6 separate regions of the Mus musculus genome follow, and all the other regions are linked to region 5. A link is a contact called in public Hi-C, HiChIP or PLAC-seq and Micro-C data. All regions are on one chromosome and are shown on one strand. Each heading gives the region's core, a stretch centred on a gene start, on an enhancer-like site or on the middle of the called end of the contact. The rest is flanking DNA. Distances are from core to core; before and after follow the strand shown.

The links. A called contact is a pair of places that touch in the nucleus more often than the background predicts. HiChIP or PLAC-seq counts read pairs in DNA pulled down with a chosen protein or histone mark.
Region 1: an H3K27ac HiChIP or PLAC-seq map of microglia shows a contact between it and region 5, with 5 times the contacts expected there. The contact joins the promoter of Fbxo11 here to the promoter of 4833418N02Rik in region 5. A contact is called at or near these places in 4 of 484 Hi-C or Micro-C datasets (CD4 T cells, embryonic stem cells, erythroblasts and 1 more), 4 of 115 datasets of contacts at active chromatin or transcription factors (bone marrow-derived macrophages, extraembryonic endoderm stem cells, microglia and 1 more) and 1 of 9 other capture datasets (liver).
Region 2: a Micro-C map of embryonic stem cells shows a contact between it and region 5, with 5 times the contacts expected there. The contact joins the promoter of Kcnk12 here to the promoter of 4833418N02Rik in region 5. A contact is called at or near these places in 1 of 39 promoter capture datasets (embryonic stem cells), 1 of 484 Hi-C or Micro-C datasets (embryonic stem cells), 1 of 115 datasets of contacts at active chromatin or transcription factors (embryonic stem cells) and 1 of 9 other capture datasets (embryonic stem cells).
Region 3: a contact with region 5 is called in a Micro-C map of embryonic stem cells, with 3 times the contacts expected there. The contact joins the promoter of Epas1 here to the promoter of 4833418N02Rik in region 5. A contact is called at or near these places in 2 of 39 promoter capture datasets (hippocampal neurons and liver), 3 of 484 Hi-C or Micro-C datasets (all in embryonic stem cells) and 3 of 115 datasets of contacts at active chromatin or transcription factors (embryonic stem cells, hepatocytes and pancreatic cancer cells).
Region 4: a Hi-C map of regulatory T cells shows a contact between it and region 5, with 7 times the contacts expected there. The contact joins the enhancer-like site here to the promoter of 4833418N02Rik in region 5. A contact is called at or near these places in 2 of 484 Hi-C or Micro-C datasets (the G1E-ER4 cell line and regulatory T cells).
Region 6: an H3K27ac HiChIP or PLAC-seq map of extraembryonic endoderm stem cells shows a contact between it and region 5, with 5 times the contacts expected there. The contact joins the enhancer-like site here to the promoter of 4833418N02Rik in region 5. A contact is called at or near these places in 2 of 39 promoter capture datasets (hippocampal neurons and liver), 4 of 115 datasets of contacts at active chromatin or transcription factors (embryonic forebrain, embryonic stem cells and extraembryonic endoderm stem cells) and 3 of 9 other capture datasets (adipose tissue, embryonic stem cells and liver).

Annotation. Positions count from the first base shown.
Region 1 is chr17:88,064,626-88,067,459 of GRCm38.p6, forward strand. Fbxo11 (F-box protein 11) reads right to left here and starts at 1,420. Exons shown (of 23, transcript NM_001081034.3): 1 at 384-1,420. The coding sequence starts at 627. Gm45950 (a long non-coding RNA gene) reads left to right here and starts at 1,500. Exons shown (of 2, transcript XR_385899.1): 1 at 1,500-1,942.
Region 2 is chr17:87,796,419-87,799,300 of GRCm38.p6, forward strand. It overlaps Kcnk12 (potassium channel, subfamily K, member 12), which reads right to left and starts at 1,576. Exons shown (of 2, transcript NM_199251.1): 1 at 646-1,576. The coding sequence starts at 1,036.
Region 3 is chr17:86,752,387-86,755,164 of GRCm38.p6, forward strand. It overlaps Epas1 (endothelial PAS domain protein 1), which reads left to right and starts at 1,478. Exons shown (of 16, transcript NM_010137.3): 1 at 1,478-1,922. The coding sequence starts at 1,897.
Region 4 is chr17:86,300,071-86,302,770 of GRCm38.p6, forward strand. All of the region lies in intron 1 of Prkce (protein kinase C, epsilon), which reads left to right. Among named protein-coding and RNA genes, the nearest start is that of 2010106C02Rik, 14 kb to the left of the region's middle. Within about 2 kb of position 1,366, at least 188 of the 459 cell types and tissues checked have an H3K27ac peak or open chromatin away from gene starts, as enhancers often do. A contact at or near this core is called in the G1E-ER4 cell line and regulatory T cells, where this site is marked.
Region 5 is chr17:87,281,376-87,284,075 of GRCm38.p6, forward strand. It overlaps 4833418N02Rik (RIKEN cDNA 4833418N02 gene), which reads right to left and starts at 1,439. Exons shown (of 5, transcript NR_015506.3): 1 at 799-1,439. It overlaps Ttc7 (tetratricopeptide repeat domain 7), which reads left to right and starts at 1,511. Exons shown (of 20, transcript NM_028639.3): 1 at 1,511-2,035. The coding sequence starts at 1,849.
Region 6 is chr17:86,493,607-86,496,467 of GRCm38.p6, forward strand. Prkce (protein kinase C, epsilon) reads left to right here. Exons shown (of 15, transcript NM_011104.3): 10 at 2,332-2,505. Among named protein-coding and RNA genes, the nearest start is that of Gm30284, 50 kb to the left of the region's middle. Within about 2 kb of position 1,450, at least 26 of the 459 cell types and tissues checked have an H3K27ac peak or open chromatin away from gene starts, as enhancers often do. A contact at or near this core is called in extraembryonic endoderm stem cells and liver, where this site is marked.

The DNA.
Region 1 (2,834 bases), core at 170-2,669, 780 kb after region 5:
CCCACCTACCACGAGAAAGGGGGAGCCCAGATCGAGCCAGGCGCAGAAAGGGGGGAAATCCCACCCTCCTGCCCGCCCCCGGCCGCGAACAGACTCCCGTGGGGTGGGCGAGCCAGCCGGGAAGCCCCAAGGAGGGGTGGGGACGGAGGGTGCCAGCCCCGAAACCAAACAAAGCGCGGCCTGAGCCGCAGCCCGGGCGGATCGCGCAGCCGCGGCTTTTCCTGCCGGCCAGGCCCGGCCGGGCCGGGCCCAGGCGAACACTGCGGCACGGTGGGACCCGCCTCCGCTCGGCCTCCGTCTCCCACCCCGGGCGCGCCGCCGCCGCCGCCGCCGCCCCCGCCCGGCCTCCCGCCCGCCCAGCCAGGCCCCGAGCGCGGCCTTACCCCTCTCGCCGGCGTTGTTCCGATCCTGAGGCGGCGGCGGAGGCGGCGGGGGCGGCGGCGGGGGCTGCTGCTGCGGCGGCGGCGGGGGCTGCTGCTGCGGCGGCTGCTGGGGCGGCTGCGGCGGCGGCTGTTGCTGAGGCGGCTGCGGCGGCGGCTGCTGCGGGGGCTGCTGCTGCTGCTGTTGCACCGGGCGCGGCCGCGACACTCGCCTGGGTCTCCGGTTGGCGGCTCGGACGGAGTTCATTTGCCGGGCTGAGGTGGCGGCGTTGGCGGAGGGACACACACACTCACGCGCACACGCACCGCGAGCTCCGGGGCCGGGGAGGAAGGGGGTGGGGAGCGGGAAGGAGCGGGGCGGCCGGGGACGCGGGGACCGGGGGGCCACCGGGCGTGAGCTTCCCCCGGCTCCGCGGGGAGGCTGGGGGCACCACCGGAGCTTGAGCGAGGCCCGCCGGCCGGGCCTGGCGCACGGGCAAGGCCGAGGCCGCCGGGCGGGGCGGCCGCGAGGGACGCAGACAGAGAGACGGGCCGGGCAAGAGAAAGAAAGAAAGGGCGTCCGTCCGCCTGGGGAGCCCGAGGCGAAGCGCGGCGGCGGCCGAGCAGACGAGCCGGGCCCGCCGACTCCCGAGCGGCGTCTCCGGCAGCGGCGGCGGCGGGGGGAGTGGGCGGACGGGCGATCTCGGAGAGGGCGAGCCGAGCGGGGCGGGAGCGCGCGGGGGGCGCCCGGCTCCTCCGTTCCTCGTCCTCCCCCCACACCCCCTGAAAGAGCGCCCTGCGAGGAATTTTCTCTTTCTTCGGCCTCTTCTCTCTCCTCCGCCCCCCCCACCCCCACCCTCGGCGAAGGGGAAATGAGTGTAAAAGGGAGGAGATAGGGGCAAAAGAGGCGTCGTCGTTCCTCCTCCTTAAAGGAACCTTCCCTCCTCAGCCCCAGCGCCGCCGCCGCCGCTGCCGCTGCTGCTGCTGCCGCTGCTGCTGCTGCTGCTGCTCCGTGGCAGGAGGAGCCATTGACACCGCCGGAGCCTCTCCGCTCAAGCCCTGTCGGTCCCTCCCCGCCGCGGGGCTGGCCGGGGGGCGCGGGGGGAGGGCCGCGAGCCGGCGGGGGAGGGGCGGGGGCGGGGACAGAGGGGGCGTGGATTCCGGCGGGGCCTGACCAATGGGAAGCGCCCGTACGGTGTCGGAGCCAATGGAGCCTCCTCTCTTATCGCGGAGCCCCCTTCCTCCAACACCCTGTTTCCTCTCTCGGGTTTCCTCCTTCCCCGACGGAGGAGGAGGAGGAGGAAAGAGGAAAGGGGGGAGTGTGGCAGGGCGGGTGATAATGGGGAGGTATCAGGGCATATAATGGAGCCGGGGGTGGGCGAAGGAGCGGCAGTACGTAGCGAAGGTTCTAGGATAGGAGGTGCTCTGAAGGAAGGGCGGGGGCTGCTGATGCAATTGGGAGAAGTGATTAATCCTGCCTTTTGCCGGTTCAGCCTCCCTCCACCCCAACCTTCACCTGGTTCTCTTAAACGCCACAAGGAGTGAGGGACTCCGTCTTGGGTAACTCCGGATTTCTGGGCTCGGTAGGTTCAAGCTCTCAGCTGTAGGGAGCGCTCCAGGCTCTGTGCGTTTTTAGTCCAGCTGAAGGGATTTATTTGCAAACCTTAAGAAATCTTGTTTCGGCTCTGCTGAGAACTTAAGAGAGAGTCTGGAGTCGGTTCCAGCTTTTGTCGCCCAAACTTTCAGAATGTTTTAGATCTTTAACCAAGTTAGTTTGCTTTAGGCTTTTTTTTTGGGGGGGGGGGGGGGGCAAGTGGTCTACATGGTGTTCCGGAAGAAGTAAAATAAAACGGGTGGAGGTTGTGATGGATTATATTGGTTTTGTTTTAGGTCCCACGAAGTCAAGAAAGATAAACCCCCGAGAGGAATAATCTTTTGTATCTGTGTCTGGTCCCCTTAGCACAATCTCTCCCCAAGGAAAATGTGTTTCTATTCCCTGGCCGCCGTTATGAAGACTGAAAATGTACTCCGCTCACTATTCCTTATTGCATAGCTAGTGGTTTATCTCTGGATTCCCTCATTTCGGAGCTGTCAGTGATTTTCTACTTGAATTTCATTGATTGCTTTCTAGGCTTAAGATAGATAAAACATTACAAAGCTTCAGAAAGGGAGGGAGAAAAGTGAATTCTAAGGGACGCACAGGAGAGGTAAGTCTACGGTATTGTGCTATGTGTAAATTACAGATTTTTTTCTTTTTTTCTTTTTTTCTTTTTCTTTTTTTTTTTCTTTTTTCTTTCTTGGTTTTTTGAGACAGAATTTCTCTGTGTAGTCCTGGCTGTCCTGGAACTCATTCTGTAGATCAGGCTGGCCTCTAACTCAGAAATCCGCCTGCCTCTGCCTCCCACGTGCTGGGATTAAAGGCATTCGCCACCACTGTTGGCAAATCACCCTTCTAGATGTCAGACATCTCCTGCC
Region 2 (2,882 bases), core at 326-2,825, 520 kb after region 5:
TCAAAGTATAATGTAAAGGCGACTATCCCCTGGCTGTTGTTTGGCACCACTACTGGTTGGAAAAGGGGAAACAAAGACAAGAGGTCAAGAATTTGGAGAAGTTAGGGGTGTGTGAAGGGGGAAACCAAGGGGGAATGGTGTAAAACAGTTAAGCGGAAGGACTGGCTTTTGAATAACGGATTTTACTTTGAGGGGGTGGGGGAGTGTCAACAGAAGAGGAGGAAATTAAAACGCTGAGAATGGATGCAGAAATGGCTTTTATAATCATTCCTGAGGATAGTAAGGGCTGGGTTGGGTAGGAAATAGCAGCCCTTGACATACATTCTCACATACGCTCTTACAGAGGACAATACTAAGGCGCAGAGGCTGAACAAGGAGCCTTCAAAGTGTTTGGCTCTTGATTGACACACAGTCAATGAGTGTTAGCCGATTGGAAAGAGCTAGAGATGGTCCATTCGGGCAAACCCCTCGCTCCGAATGCAGGAAAGAAAAGTAGGAGGACGAGAGAGGACAGAGAGTGAGACAAAAGTAGGAAAATCAATACGGAAAGGAGGATCCCGCGGACGCCAGCCCGGTCCCCGATCCGTGGAAAGGGCAGCGAGTGACAGGCGCGCAGAGGAAAGACGCGCGGGGTGCGCCGCTCACCTATGGTCGACACCACGGTGCCCACGAAGTAGAAGGCTCCAGGGAAGTCCCAGCGCGGGCGCAGCGCGTCGGCGCGGACCCCGGCGGCCAGCGCGGCCTCGTAGTGCCGGAGGAAGGCGCGCAGCTCGGGCTCCGCCACGCCGTGCGCAGCGCTGAAGTTGCGCAGCGTGGCGCCCCAGCGCGCCCGCGCCTCCGCCTCGCCCGGGCTTTCGAGCGCAGAGAACACGGTGGCACCCGCCACCAGGTAGAGGCCGATGAGCGCCGCCAGCAGCACGAAGCGGCCGGTGTCCTCGTTGAGGTGCGAGCGGCGGCAACAGCAGCAGCAGCAGGAGGGGCGCGGCAGGCGGCGGCGGCAGCGGCGGGGCGGGGGCCGGGGGCTGCGGGAGGACATGGTCCGCAGCTCAGCCCCGGGGCTGGGGCGGCGCTCGGAGCCGAGGCCGTGACATCCCCGCCGTAGGAGCAGGAGCGTGAGGATGGTGGCCAGAGGTCAGGGGCCGCAGCGGAGCCCCCCTGCAGTCTTCCCGGAACCGGGACGGCAGGGCGATCCGCCTCCTGCCGGGCGTTCAGGCCGCGCACCGGTCGTCCGGCCCAGCGGACACCGGGGCTGGAGCGCTACTCTCCGCGCCCCGACGCCTTACAGCCTCTCGCGGCTCCTCACTTGCTGCCCTCGGGCTCCTGCCTCCGAAGCTAGGCCAGCGCCCCCGGTGGCTAGAGTCCATGGGGCTCCGGGCCGCATACTCCACTCTGGACAGGCCGCGGGCTGCGAGCAGGGTGAACCGTAGAGTCCGGACGCCTAGGATCGGAGCACGGTGGCAGGGCACAGAGGGAGTCCTCTGGAGCGTTCCATGAGGCTGCTGGGGATCGGTTTCGCCTAGGCGCAGGCTGTGCGAGCAGTCCTGTTCCTCCCCTATAATTGAGCTGGCGGCGTCGGCTTCCGAGCCTCAGAGCCCAGCCTTGTCCTCCGGGGAAGCGCTCCCTTCCTTTCCCTGCTACCGCTGAAGAGCTACCCGACACGGAGAGGCGGAGTCATCCGAGCCCGGGGCGGAGTGTTGGGGAGGGATGAGTGAGGAAGGGAGGAATGGGTGGAGAGTTGGGCTGCTGCGAAGCCTCCAGGTCGTTCTGGCCGCAACAGTGCGTCCCACCAGAGCAGGTGTCCCACTGCCGTTCTGGATGCCAGCTCGCTAAAAAACCTCGTCCTTCTTTCCCCGCGCTTGGGCTCCGAAATGTCTTCCTTTCTCAAGCCACTGGGAAACTTTGTTCAACTTGGTGCTTTGAGGTCTCAGGGACTGGGGGCCCTCGGGAGCCGAACCCGACTTTCGATTCTCGGGCTCTAGCCTGAAATTTAAGTTCCCTTTGCTCACGCTTTTGTTCCTGGGTCCAACCGCAGCTCCAGGACTCCGGCGGAGTCATCTGGGTGAAAAGATACGGTTTGGGAACCGAGGACAGGCAGCCTCTATGAGCTCCGGGCGCGGCGGGAACCAGGGCGTCTGCTCCCCCTCCCGACCGAGCGACCGGCCGGCGTCAGCACCGCGGACAGCGCATCGGTGCCGCAGCCTGCGGGTGGGAGGCTCCAGACAGTGCACCCCCCCCCCCTCCACCGTAGGCGAGGTTGCTCACCCGGCACCGGGGTGTTCCCAAGACCCTCCTTGCATTTCCTTCTATCCCCAGAGTGTCCCCTACCCTACCCCGACGCAGGTGCGGTCGCCAAAACAGCGTGTCGCCAGGGTGCGGACGCTGCGGAATAGAGACAGGAGGAGGAGTCACGCGCAGGTGGGGAACTCTGGGCCACCAGAGCAGGAGGATCACAGGCCGGGTGCTGCTGTGGCTTCTATGCTATCCCAGCTCACCAGTCCTAGGGACGAGAGCCTGGATACACCCCGGGTGCGGTGGAGGGCCAGGAGGGTAGAAGCTCGCTAGGAGGAACAGTGGTGTGCTTTGGAACACCCTAGGAAAGTGTCCTCCACCCTACCTCGGAGAGGAAAGATAGCGGATGATGCCCGCAGCCGCTGGTCCTTCTCTGCCTGGCAGAAACCAGTTTGGCTGGGGTCATAAAGTTGTGTAGTAAGGAACACCCTAGGTATAAACAGATAATCCCACCATATCCCGCTAGCTCTCCCCTCCTTTTTTATTTTTTTGGTCCCCTTCCCTTTTTCATTGGCCTCAGGGAAGATCCTGCTAGTGATATAGATAACGGGGTGGGGTGGAGTGGGGGCGGAGAGTGGTTTCTTAGACAATCC
Region 3 (2,778 bases), core at 228-2,727, 530 kb before region 5:
TAAAAATCGCCCCCACCCCAAGACACAGTCACACACACAGTCTCTGGTTATAATTTTACTAGGAAACTTGTGTTTAAGAATAGTTCGGGAAGCACAAACTTTAGATACCAGGGCAGCCCAATTTGAGGGACCGTGCTTTCTCCGCAATTCACAACTATGGAGCCCGTTGGCTCTTTCCCTAGCCTTCAAAAATCCATGGCTGCCCTTCTTCCTTCTGGAGATTTTCCTGCAGAAGTAGGAAATGGGAAAGTGTCTAAGATCAAAGCAGGAGTGGGCATCTCACAGGTGGAAAGGCCAAAGAACCCTCTGACTGCCTAGGGAAGAGGAGACTTCATAACACCACGTCCTGCAGTTGGCTGTATCCTTCGAACCCCGGAAGAGCACATCCAGTGATTTGGGAACACGCTATCAACACATCCCAACATCACACTCAGGAACTCTCTGGGGAGCCCACGGTGATACTGGGGTATTGAGAGCGGGCAGAGGCCTGAGGGAGCTCCAAGGCTCTCCTCTCAGGCATACACTTAAACCTAACAGTCTACCACGAGCACCTCAAAACCCACAAACCGGTTGAGGAAGACACAGGCAGGAGCAACCCTAGATCATTTTTGTCCCAGTTTCTCCCACAACTTTCTGCCACTCGGGACTCAGAAGTCAAGGTCAGTTTGGCCAAAGAGAGCGCACCTCCAAGGCAGACAAGAACAAGAGCCGACAGGGTCCTGGGGATCATTACCGCCGGCCGAAGGGAGCCAAGTGGATGGTTTAGGGGACTATAGCAGCACCCGGAAGCGGGGGGGGGGGGGGTTGGCTGGGCGCTCGCTGCACGCCCTAGCTGCGCTCGCGATCTCCGACCCAGCGCTCCTGCCCTAGCCTAGCTCTTAGGGGAAAAGTGAGGCTGAAAGGACACTGGCGCAAAGGCATACTCCGAACTTGGGTAGCAGATCCCCGCCATTACTCAGTCCTGCGCTAACTGCGCTTCCATTTGGAGTCCCATATAGTTACTCGCCACCAGCGACCTCAAAAACAAGTCGCAGTTCTGCGGAAGGAGGAGGAAGGGCAGGCGGGCGCCCGAGGAGCGCAGCTCCAGAGAAAGGGGAGGGACGGGGTCAGGGCAGAGGCTGTGGCCGCGCCTCCCTATTGGCCGGGACACGGTGGGAAGTCGGGGCAGGCAGCCAGCGTGCGGGGCGGGGCTTCTCTGGAGCCCCGCCCCCGGCCCGCCCCCAGCCCGATGTCCCACTCCCGCGCCCCTCGCGCCCTCCCGCGGGCGGGCCGTCCGAGTTTTTAAAGTGGGCTGACAGCCGAGGAGGCCGGACATTCGAGAGCGGCCGGTGTACAGCTCCGGAGTCCGCAGCGCTCCGCTCCAGCTCTCCTGAGGCGGCCGTACAATCCTCGGCAGTGTCCTGAGACTGTATGGTCATCTCAGCGGCCGCACTCGCTTGCCCCCGGATTTTTTTCCAACTTGCTCTCTTCGAGCCATTTTTTTTTCTTTTTTTCTTTTTCTTTTTTTCTTTTTCTTTTTTGGTTGGTTGGTTTTGATTTGTCAGATCCCAGAAAAGTGACTCCTGTTCGGGGCTAAACGGAACTCCAGGTCCCTTGTCGCTGCTCTCTCTCTCTTTTGGCGTCTTACAACCTCCTCCCACTCCTTTCCCCGGCCCCGCCTCCTCCTGCAGGTTCCTCCCCGTCACCCCCCTCCTCCCTCCTCCTCCTCCGCACCTAGCCAGCCCTCTGCAAACTTCCACCTGATTGAGCGGGACTCTCGGACCTGCGAGCACTAAAGACCTTTCACACCTGCCCGGGCGACAGAGAGCTGCGGAGGGCCACAGCAAAGAGAGCGGCTGCAGCCCCTACGGGGTTAAGGAACCCAGGTGCTCCGGGTCTCGGAGGGCCACGGCGACAATGACAGCTGACAAGGAGAAAAAAAGGTAAGCGGGAGTCAAAGCTGGCGACCGACTTGGTCCCAGGCATTGGCGGAACTGCGCGTGGCGGGCGCGACCCGGGGCAGTCGGGAGAGGGGTGCGAGAGTTCTCGGAGGCTGGAGGACCGCTGTTGAGGGGCTTTGAGTAAGCGAGTCGGTGATGCCTTTAGGGACAAGGAGCTGCGGTGTCGCAGTAGAGTTGCAAAGCGGATAGTTCCGAGACCTTGAGACACGGAGAGATGGCCCTGGAGGTCAGGGGTGCTTCCGCGGCGCCTTCCAAAGTCTGTCGTCCCTGGAGCACCAAGCTTCCCTAGCGAGTGTTTTGAAATGTTTCTGGGCTGATGCCCTCGACTCTTAGGGTTTCCATGCTGGAGCAGTAGACACGCCTTTCTTTTCCTAAGACCCTCTAGGTCTTTCCGAGAGCGTTCCTATGCGGGCTTTGCGCCCCAAACTAGCATGGAACAGAGGGCAAAGCGCAACTCTGGGGTGCGCCCTGACCGAGAAGCCGGAACACTGTCAAGGGTCCTGCTCCAGACGGCACCCAAGTTTGTTCAACCCCCTTAACCTTACCCTACACCTAGACTCCGGCAGAGAGTGGGGAGTGAGTGACCTGGATTGCCCTGCGGGGGCAGGTGCTCTAGTGTGCAGAGAGAAGACCGTGACACCCGGCGGCTCCGAGTGTCTGATTCTTAAGACGAAGGGCAGCCACGAAGGTTTGTCCTCGCGAACCTTTCGGCACTGGGTGAGAGGCAACTCGGGGCAACTCGCGCTGCCCTCGAGCCTCCTTCAATCCGCCCCGCATCTGGTGACTTGACACCCAGCTCTAGGAGCTGAGGTGGGAACACACTGTGACCCCGCCGCAG
Region 4 (2,700 bases), core at 116-2,615, 980 kb before region 5:
AAAGGAGACAGCCTCACAATAATATTGTTTTGGTTTTATTGTAGCAAAAAAATATTTATGGCTAGTAATACTAGTTTCCCCAGGTAGTAACACATTTTTTTTTTAATTAACACTATGTAGCCAAGCATGGAGGTGCACACCTTTCATCCCAACAGAGGCAGAGGGGCAGAGAGGTAGAGGAGAGACAGAGAGGCAGAGGGTCAGAGGAGCAGAGGGGCAGAGGGGCAGAGGGGCAGAGGGGCAGAGGGGCAGAGGGTTGGCAGAGGGGCAGAGGGTTGGCAGAGGGGCAGAGGGGCAGAAGCAGATGGATCACTCTGATTCAAAGTCAGTTTGATCTACATAGTAAGTTCTAGGGCCAGCTAAGACTTTATTGTTTATTGCCTCAAAAACATAAAACAACAACAAAAATTAACACTCCCTAAGAAAGAAGAACAGTAAGCTGAAAGTATATGCTGTCCAAGATTTGAGAAAGCTGACAGGGTAGGAAACACTTGGGGGGAGGCAGGGTGGGACCGACAGGGGTGGGTTTTACAGGGAAACAGAAAACAAAACTAATCCTGTCATTTAAAATTGTGTGGACATTATGTGTAGCTCTTAGTTTGATTTCCCAAACTAATGAGGATGGTTGCTCTCAGAGTCGGGGCATTAAGTGATAGGATCAGGTCCAGGGGATCTGTGGTGGGGAGCTGGGGAGATCTGTGGTGGCCCAGAGAGCACTCAGTCCATCCTAGGAAGTGCAGCAGATGTGTGGTTCCTCCAGGAAGCCACGCTCTGACCTCTGCCTTCCGTGCAGCAGCGGACAGCTGGAAAGCAGTGCCCGGTGCCTGCTGGAGCGAAGTAGAGACAAAGGATCTGGAGGCTGCCTTGAAGCCTCTCCCTTACCCACCAACAGTGACCCAACACCTTCTAGGGATCTACTGGCAGCAGGAAGCAGCCAAGCCTCCTTGTGTCTCTTGAGGAACACTCATCTTACAGCCCTGCGAGGCATAGAGGGATGGTTAGTTATCTCCTGGTTGCCAGGCAGCACCTGTGCCTTGCACAGACACATCCTGAGATCTTTGCATGGCGTTCGTTAGCAATGTCGTGGGGACCTTGAGTTCCGTCTTCTGCTGTTTTCTATATGTCCTGTGCTTTCCCCCCCCCCCCTTGCGGTCTGGGTTCCTGTGCATGGTGCCGTGTTCTCCAGCATTTCCTGTTATGCCTAGCTTGGACACCCAGGAGAACGTGTCCCTGGACTCCAGGAGGAGTTACAGTAATGAGACAGTTCAAGCGGCAGTTGCTATTTAGCAGCCTCCTCCACGGGGTTCCAAGAAAACTGTGACATCAGTGAAGTTTATATTCTCTACCCCGACTTCCGTTTCTGGGCCCTCCCACTCCTTTTCTGGTGTCTGCTCTCAGCCATTTTATCTTTAGGCTCCATCTGCACACTGCCTAGCTCGCTGCAACCAGACAAGCAGTCCTGACGCAGCCGGGTCCCATTTCTGAGGTGCGGGGACAGGCGTCAGCCCTGAGGTTCTGTTGGGAGACCGGCTGCTCTGTGTGTGAGAAGGTAGAGCAAGGCGATGAGTGGCTAAGGTTGTTATGATACAGCAGCAGCCAACCTTCCTGGGCATTTGCCACAGAGTCTATCCTGTGGATGCCGATCCTCTCAATAATGTCTATAGGAGCCATTATTTTTAATTAATTGTGATTGACTTAGCTAGCGAGCGAGTTTGCAGAACTGTGTTGAGGATTGGACCATGTGCATGCTCGGCGAATACGTTGTCTCTGAATTACAGCTGCAACCCAAGGTAGCCGCTGTCAATAGCCCTGTTTTGTTTTTGTTTTTTACTTTACATGTGCCTTATTACATGAATTGACAGTCTTTGGAAATGCACAGCCAAAGAAGAGAAGTCACTGTTATACTAAGCTTGACGGAGAGCATATAGTCCTGTAGAAACCTCAGTGCGCAATGGTCCCATTTTACAGATGGGGAGACTGCACAGTATAGCTTGTGTAAAACCATACAGAACTAGGTCAGCCTCGTTCCAAAACCTACTGTGTGCTGTAAAGCTAGGATTTCTCACCCTCTCCCAGTGAGTCACCGGAGGCTTTGGTTCAAGTTCAGATTTCCAACGGAATGGAGCAGCTCACACTGTAATCCCAGACTCAGGAGCTGCTAGCTCCTCTCCTCCCCCCAGAGTCCAGATTCCGTAGGTGAACCACCCGACTGGATGACCCATAGGTTTGGAAACTGCACACAGAGTAGAGACCAAGGGACATTTTTCTGCTGGTGACTGTAGGAACAGCTACAGTAGGCCCTATAAAACCGAAGTACTGTTCTCCAAGCTGGGAGAAACCAGGCTTCTATGAAGGCCCCGCTGGGGAGCACTGAGCCTCTGCCATGAGCTCATGAGCTTGGACCACAGCCCGGGTTTCAGAACTTAGCCTAATGCAGCTCTGGGCACGCTCGGTAATTGCACCTAGTGTGGTGCTTGGATGGACTTAGAGAGCAGAGTGACCAGCAAAATCAAAACATAGTGAGAGGCAGAGCGGGGAAGAGAACGAGAGCAAGCAGACGTCAGCCAGGGACTCTAGGCCAGGCGAAAGCAACGGGCAAGGTTGGCTACATGGTGGAACAGAGCCTTTTGGGCCCCAGGGGAAGTTGAGCGTGAGCTGTAGGGCCAAGTGGTCTCCTACTCAGGGGCTCATGGATTTACA
Region 5 (2,700 bases), core at 189-2,688:
ACACTTGCTTTGTATCTGAGGCACGAACTCTGTGCCCTCCCGTGCCCACACTCAAACTGATGATAGAGTCAAACAGACAAGAGCTAATGCTCTCTGCAGCCAGTCCTCCAGTATTTGCAACCGTGGTTGACAAAAGAATGGGAAGAAAAGATGGGGTTTCTTTGTTTCTATCAGTCTACCCTTCCCCTTTCTGTCAATCCTGCTGTTCCCTCTGGCCCCAGGGGTATCTCCCACTAACACTCTGACTAGGTAAATTGAAAACGCATTCTCAGGATACCCAAGTCAGTCTTTCACTCTTTCTGCCTTCCCCAACCCTCTCCCCACCCCATCCCCCTGCCCCACCGCCTCCGTGAAACCTAGTTCTGCAGAACCTCAGGTTCTGCACACAGGGGCAGGGAATCTTGCCTTCCAGGGAGGAAGGGGGCTTCATTTCGATCACACGGAGGAGCTGAAGTTTTGATAGGGACCGGCCCTGGTAATGGGCGTCAGGAGCCTGTGCTCTGATAGACCCGAAAACCTTAGTTCTGTACTGAAACTTGAAGCTGTAAATTTCCCGGCAGCAAGGGGCAGGGAGTGGAAGGACCTCCCGGAGAAGTAGAAAGCGGTCAGTTTCGAACTACTGAAAAGCTTGCCTGAAATCATTCTCGAACGTTTTCGGAATGGACCTCACAACAAGTGACTTAAGTACAGGCCCTGGGGATTTTTTTTTCAGTGTTGGCTGTGGTTTTAGCTACATCCTCAATTCCCAGGCAGGATTGACAGCTCCAGTTTCACCGAGGGTGGGGTCACGATACTTGCCTTCTAGCCAGGGTAGTCCTGGCTCCGCCCTCCAAGCCCCGCCCAGAGTCCTTTGAACTTCTGGGCACCGCTGGCCTTAGAGCGGAGCAGAGCGGAGTCGGGCGCTCCCTGGAGTTCTGATCAGCCTTTAGACACCAAAATAAAGTAGCAGCAAGTGGAAAATCAGCTGAGATCCTCTTTTAGAACCCAGAGTAGGCATTCCGATGGAAAGAGGAGTCCGGCAGTTAAAACAAACATAAACCCTCTCCGAGTTGGGGACATCCGAAGAGCTTAGGGACTTGCCCCGGCCGGTCTATCCGCAGCCCTGCGGGCGGGCGCGTTGCATCCGACCCGGATCCGCCAAGAGCCCGGGACCAGGACTGTCCTGTCGGCCGCTCCTCGGATTTGTGACGTGCCTCAGGCTGTGGCGGTGACGGGGCCACCACACAAAGCCGGGCGGTCCGGGCGGAGGACCCCAGGCCAAGAGTCCTGACGGGATGGGGAGGGAACGGGGAGCGAGGCGCCCCCGGGCTCCCGGGCTCCCCGCAGCATTAAAGTGAGCACCCAGTCAGCGGCGGGGAGCCGGCGGAGGGCGGCCCGAGATCGCCGTGTGCGCGCTTGGCTTCTGTGGCCTCGCTGGCGGTCGGCTCGCCTAGCCCGGCGGGGGATAGCCACGCCCACTTTGGGGTGGAGCCGCGGCCCGGGGAGGTTCCGCTGTTGGAGACGCCCGGGCACGGGGCGGGAGCTGTGGCAGCAGCTGCTGCACAGGAGGAGACAGCAGCGTCAGGAGCTGCTGCAGCAGCGGCGGAGGCTGCTTCTGGACGCCTTGGGGTCGCGCAGCCGCAGCCCCAGTCCAGAGGCTCCAGGCGGTGCGGTGGGCGCTGCCGCCGCCGCTGCTGCTGCTGCTGCTGCGGGCCCCTTGCCGTTACCCGGGCCCCCTCTGCCACCCGGGCCCCGGATGCCGTCTGCACTCCCGTCAAGCCTGCTGGAGAGTGCTCCCCAGCCTGGACGCCGCCCCCGGCCTGGTCTCCACTCCTCCGCCGCACCTCCCATGACAGCTCCTGCTCGAAGATGGCTGCGAAGGGCGCGCACGGCACCCACCTGAAGGTGGAGAGCGAGGTGGAGCGCTGCCGCGCCGAGGGCCAGTGGGACCGCATGTTCGAGCTGGCCCGGCATCTGCAGATGCTGGGCATTTCCGGCGGCGGCAGTAGCAACCGGCGAAACAGCCCGAGCGGCAGGTTCACCACTCTGGACACCGGTGAGTGAGGGAAGGGCAGATTCGCCCGGAGCGAGCGCGCGAAAAGCACCGCCTCGTCCAGGAAGCGCGACTCAACCGACCCGTCCCGGAGCCGGCGCTGGGTGCTACCCTCCGGCTTGCCGAGGCAGTTAGGAAAGTCGTCTGTCCCAAGAGAAAAATCGCTTTGCAGATTGGGTGTTTGAAGAGAAGAGAGAGAAAGAGAAAAGTTTGTGCTCTCTGCCTTTTAAGGTCACGTGGGTAACCCTACCCTGAAATGGAGGTTTCTGTAGGTATCAGAGAAGTGCATTCATTAGACCGGACCGTTGCCTCCCTAAACTGTCGAAACTCCCTCATGTTAAATTTGTTCCTCTGTGTCTTCTCTTATTTTCCCCTCAAATAAAGTTGAGACCAAGCTCTGTCCACAGCAGACTTAGACCGATGCGTTTGGTCAGAGAAGAGGCCGGCGAACCTCAGTTTCTTCGCCAGTGGCGGACACTGGCCCCATCCAGTCCTGGCAGCCTGTGGCTTTTGCAGCAGGGCTGGTTTAGTTGGGCTGGGCTCTTGTGCTGGGGCGGGAAAGCACCCTGATGGGGTAGAGGGAGAACCCCGCCCAGTCTTCAGACCCAGATCCTGTTTCGGGTGTCTTGCTCTCTGCGGTGGGAGAGGTTCAGAGCCCGCCGCGTGTG
Region 6 (2,861 bases), core at 200-2,699, 790 kb before region 5:
GAGCCATGTGAAATCCCGCTTTCTCAGTAGGAAAACCTTAAGCATGAGCTCTGAGCGTCTGTCCTTGGTGGACTCCAGGTTCAGAGCAAACCTTGCTGTGTAGGACTCTGGAAGCTGAATGTCCTTAACTGATTTTCCTGGTGCTTGCTAACCATTCTGCTCTTCTTCTCCACGTGAGAGGAGAGCTGGATAATTGTGTAGTGGATCCGGGCCTTTGCCCTTGAGGGCATTTCCCCCAGATCTCTGCTGCACTCTATGCCTTGTGGGGCTGTGCCCACCAGTGATGGTCCTGGCAAAATGCAAAGAGCCCAGAAAAATGAGGGGCATTTCAGATATCTGTCTATCTGTCTCCTTGTCTGTCTTAATACCGTGCCTGGTGTAGCAGTTAGGTTCTCTCATTTGTGCTGGGCTCTGGGAAGCAGCCAGGAGTGAAAGGCCTAATTCACCATTCCAAGGCCATTCTGAGGGAAGGCTCCGTGAAGCCCTCAGGCACAGGGCCTGCCTCTGCAGGCACTCACCTGCCCTATCTGTCCCGAGATCACCTGGCAGGGAGGTTACTGAAATTTCCTCAGATGGCAACTGCTGAATCGATCACATTCTTTAAAAACTAGCTTAATAAGAAACAGACCCCAGGCCTCTGGTTTACGTGTGGCTCTGGCTTAGGCTATGAGCAGGGCTAGGTCTGAATCTGAGCAGGATTCTAGGGAACTGAGCATGCTCAGAACTCCCAGGTCTGCACGTAAGGTAGACAGGATAGGGGTCCTGAAGACTCTGAGCGCTTAGCTGGCTTCTTAGGCAAAATCACACCATCGCAAGCAGCTTGGAGCCCGTTTTACATAGGCTGTATTTTGTAGGTGACAGAATCCGCACCCTCTCAAGTTCCTTGGGTTATGTTCGGTTTACTTTGACGGCAACATTGGAATAGCATTCTTCAAAGTTCCCAGGAAGGAGAATGACCTGCAACTATTTGGAGATAAATGAAAACGCCAACTGATAGGCAAATGCCAAGAAAACAGACTCCCCATAAGCCCTCAGGGGAAGGAATTGTGTCTTTACCTGCAGCACTGTGGATAAAACTGTAAAGGCAAACACAGGGCACGATTAAGTACACACAGATAAAGAGGTTATGTTCAGTAAGAAAAGATAGCAGCAGCTTGTCATGAAGCAGGCAAGGGAGGGCCAGTGCGGAGAGCAAGAGGTTTGTCTTTATGTCTCTTATGTGTACCGACTTAGAAGTAACAACCCCAAATAACTAGACAGAGGAGAAAACTCTCCCACAAAGAGAATCGACTGGAAAATAAATCTCCCAGGAAGGTAGACTGCAAGTTGAAAGCAGAGTCAGGGTAATGTCTCCCGTTTGTCAAGGAAGAGGAAGCAAGCCAACAGAAGGGGAAGGTGAAAGCGGCCCCATGCTCAGAGACGCTATTCTCTGAAGTAGCCCTCTTAAAAACCAGGAAATGTGGGCTGCAGAGATGGCTCAGCAGTTAGGGGCACTGTCTGCTCTTCTAGAGGTCCTGAGCAACCACGTGGTGGCTCACAACCATCTGTAATGGGATCCGATGCCCTCTCCTGGTGTGTCTGAAGACATGTACTTATATAAGTAAATAAACAAGTCTTTTTTTAAAAATCGGGAAGTGTGTAAAATGTTCAACCCTTTAGTTCTAAAACTATCTATTTCAAGGATATAATGCCAAACAAAATTTTAAATTGTGTCCAAAAGCACTCAGCGCAACTTATATAGAACTTAATTGGGTATAACTTGTTTCTAATATGAAGGAGATAGCAGAATCAATTATAGTGTATTTACTTTGAACTGAGTACCAGCAATCATGATAGAGATGAAGACTTTATAGGAAAATACATATAACATATTGCTTCTTCTGAAAGTCTGTATGTGTGTGTGGTATGGTGGGGCACACCTAATATTTTAGCATTTGGATGAAACAGAAGTGTCATGAGTTCAAGACCAACATGGGCTACATAGTGGGAACTGTCAAAAGAAATGAAGAAAGAGGGAAAAGGCGAGAAGAGAAAGATACAAGGGAGAGATAGGAAGCACGCTACATTTGTTCTCTGATAATTACAGTATCACTAGTGGAGATGAAGATATGAATAATTAGCCCCTGTGCATTAAACTTCTCTTACCTGAGCACTGTGCCAGAGATTTAAAAAAAAAAAACCCCTTAGGTAGTTTCCCTAAACGTTTAAAATGTTAGCTTCCTAAACATCTTCATTAAAAATGAAAGAAAGAAACAATTGACACTTAGATATTTGACATCATTTGGTTCTGTGGGTGTGAAGACTGACCAGATGTGTTAAAACTGGTTGCAGGTCATGTTGGCGGAACTCAAAGGCAAAGATGAAGTCTACGCTGTGAAGGTCTTGAAGAAGGACGTTATCCTACAAGACGATGATGTGGACTGCACAATGACAGAGAAGAGGATTTTGGCTCTGGCTCGGAAACACCCTTATCTAACCCAACTCTATTGCTGCTTCCAGACCAAGGTATGCTTAAGAAGGGGCTGGCCAGCTGACCTCTTGGGTAGTATCGTGGCATCTAACACACAGAATCTAAGCTATCAGAAACCACTTTTGACCGTCTGCGTACCTCTCTCCAAGACTTAGTGTGGTGGAGTGGATTTTACCCTTGCAGAGATAGGCGTTCGATTGAACACCATATGTGTGTCTGTGCAGGGATGAAAGATCGATAGTGCACTTTCAGATTGTGGCAACTCAAAGCCAAATGGTCAACCCCAGTGTTGACTCATTGGAAAAACCAACAGATGCGGTGTAAACCCGGTTCCAGCTCTTTTCAATCAACAGTAAGATTGCTTCTAGGCTGCTTCAGCTCAAAAGAAGAA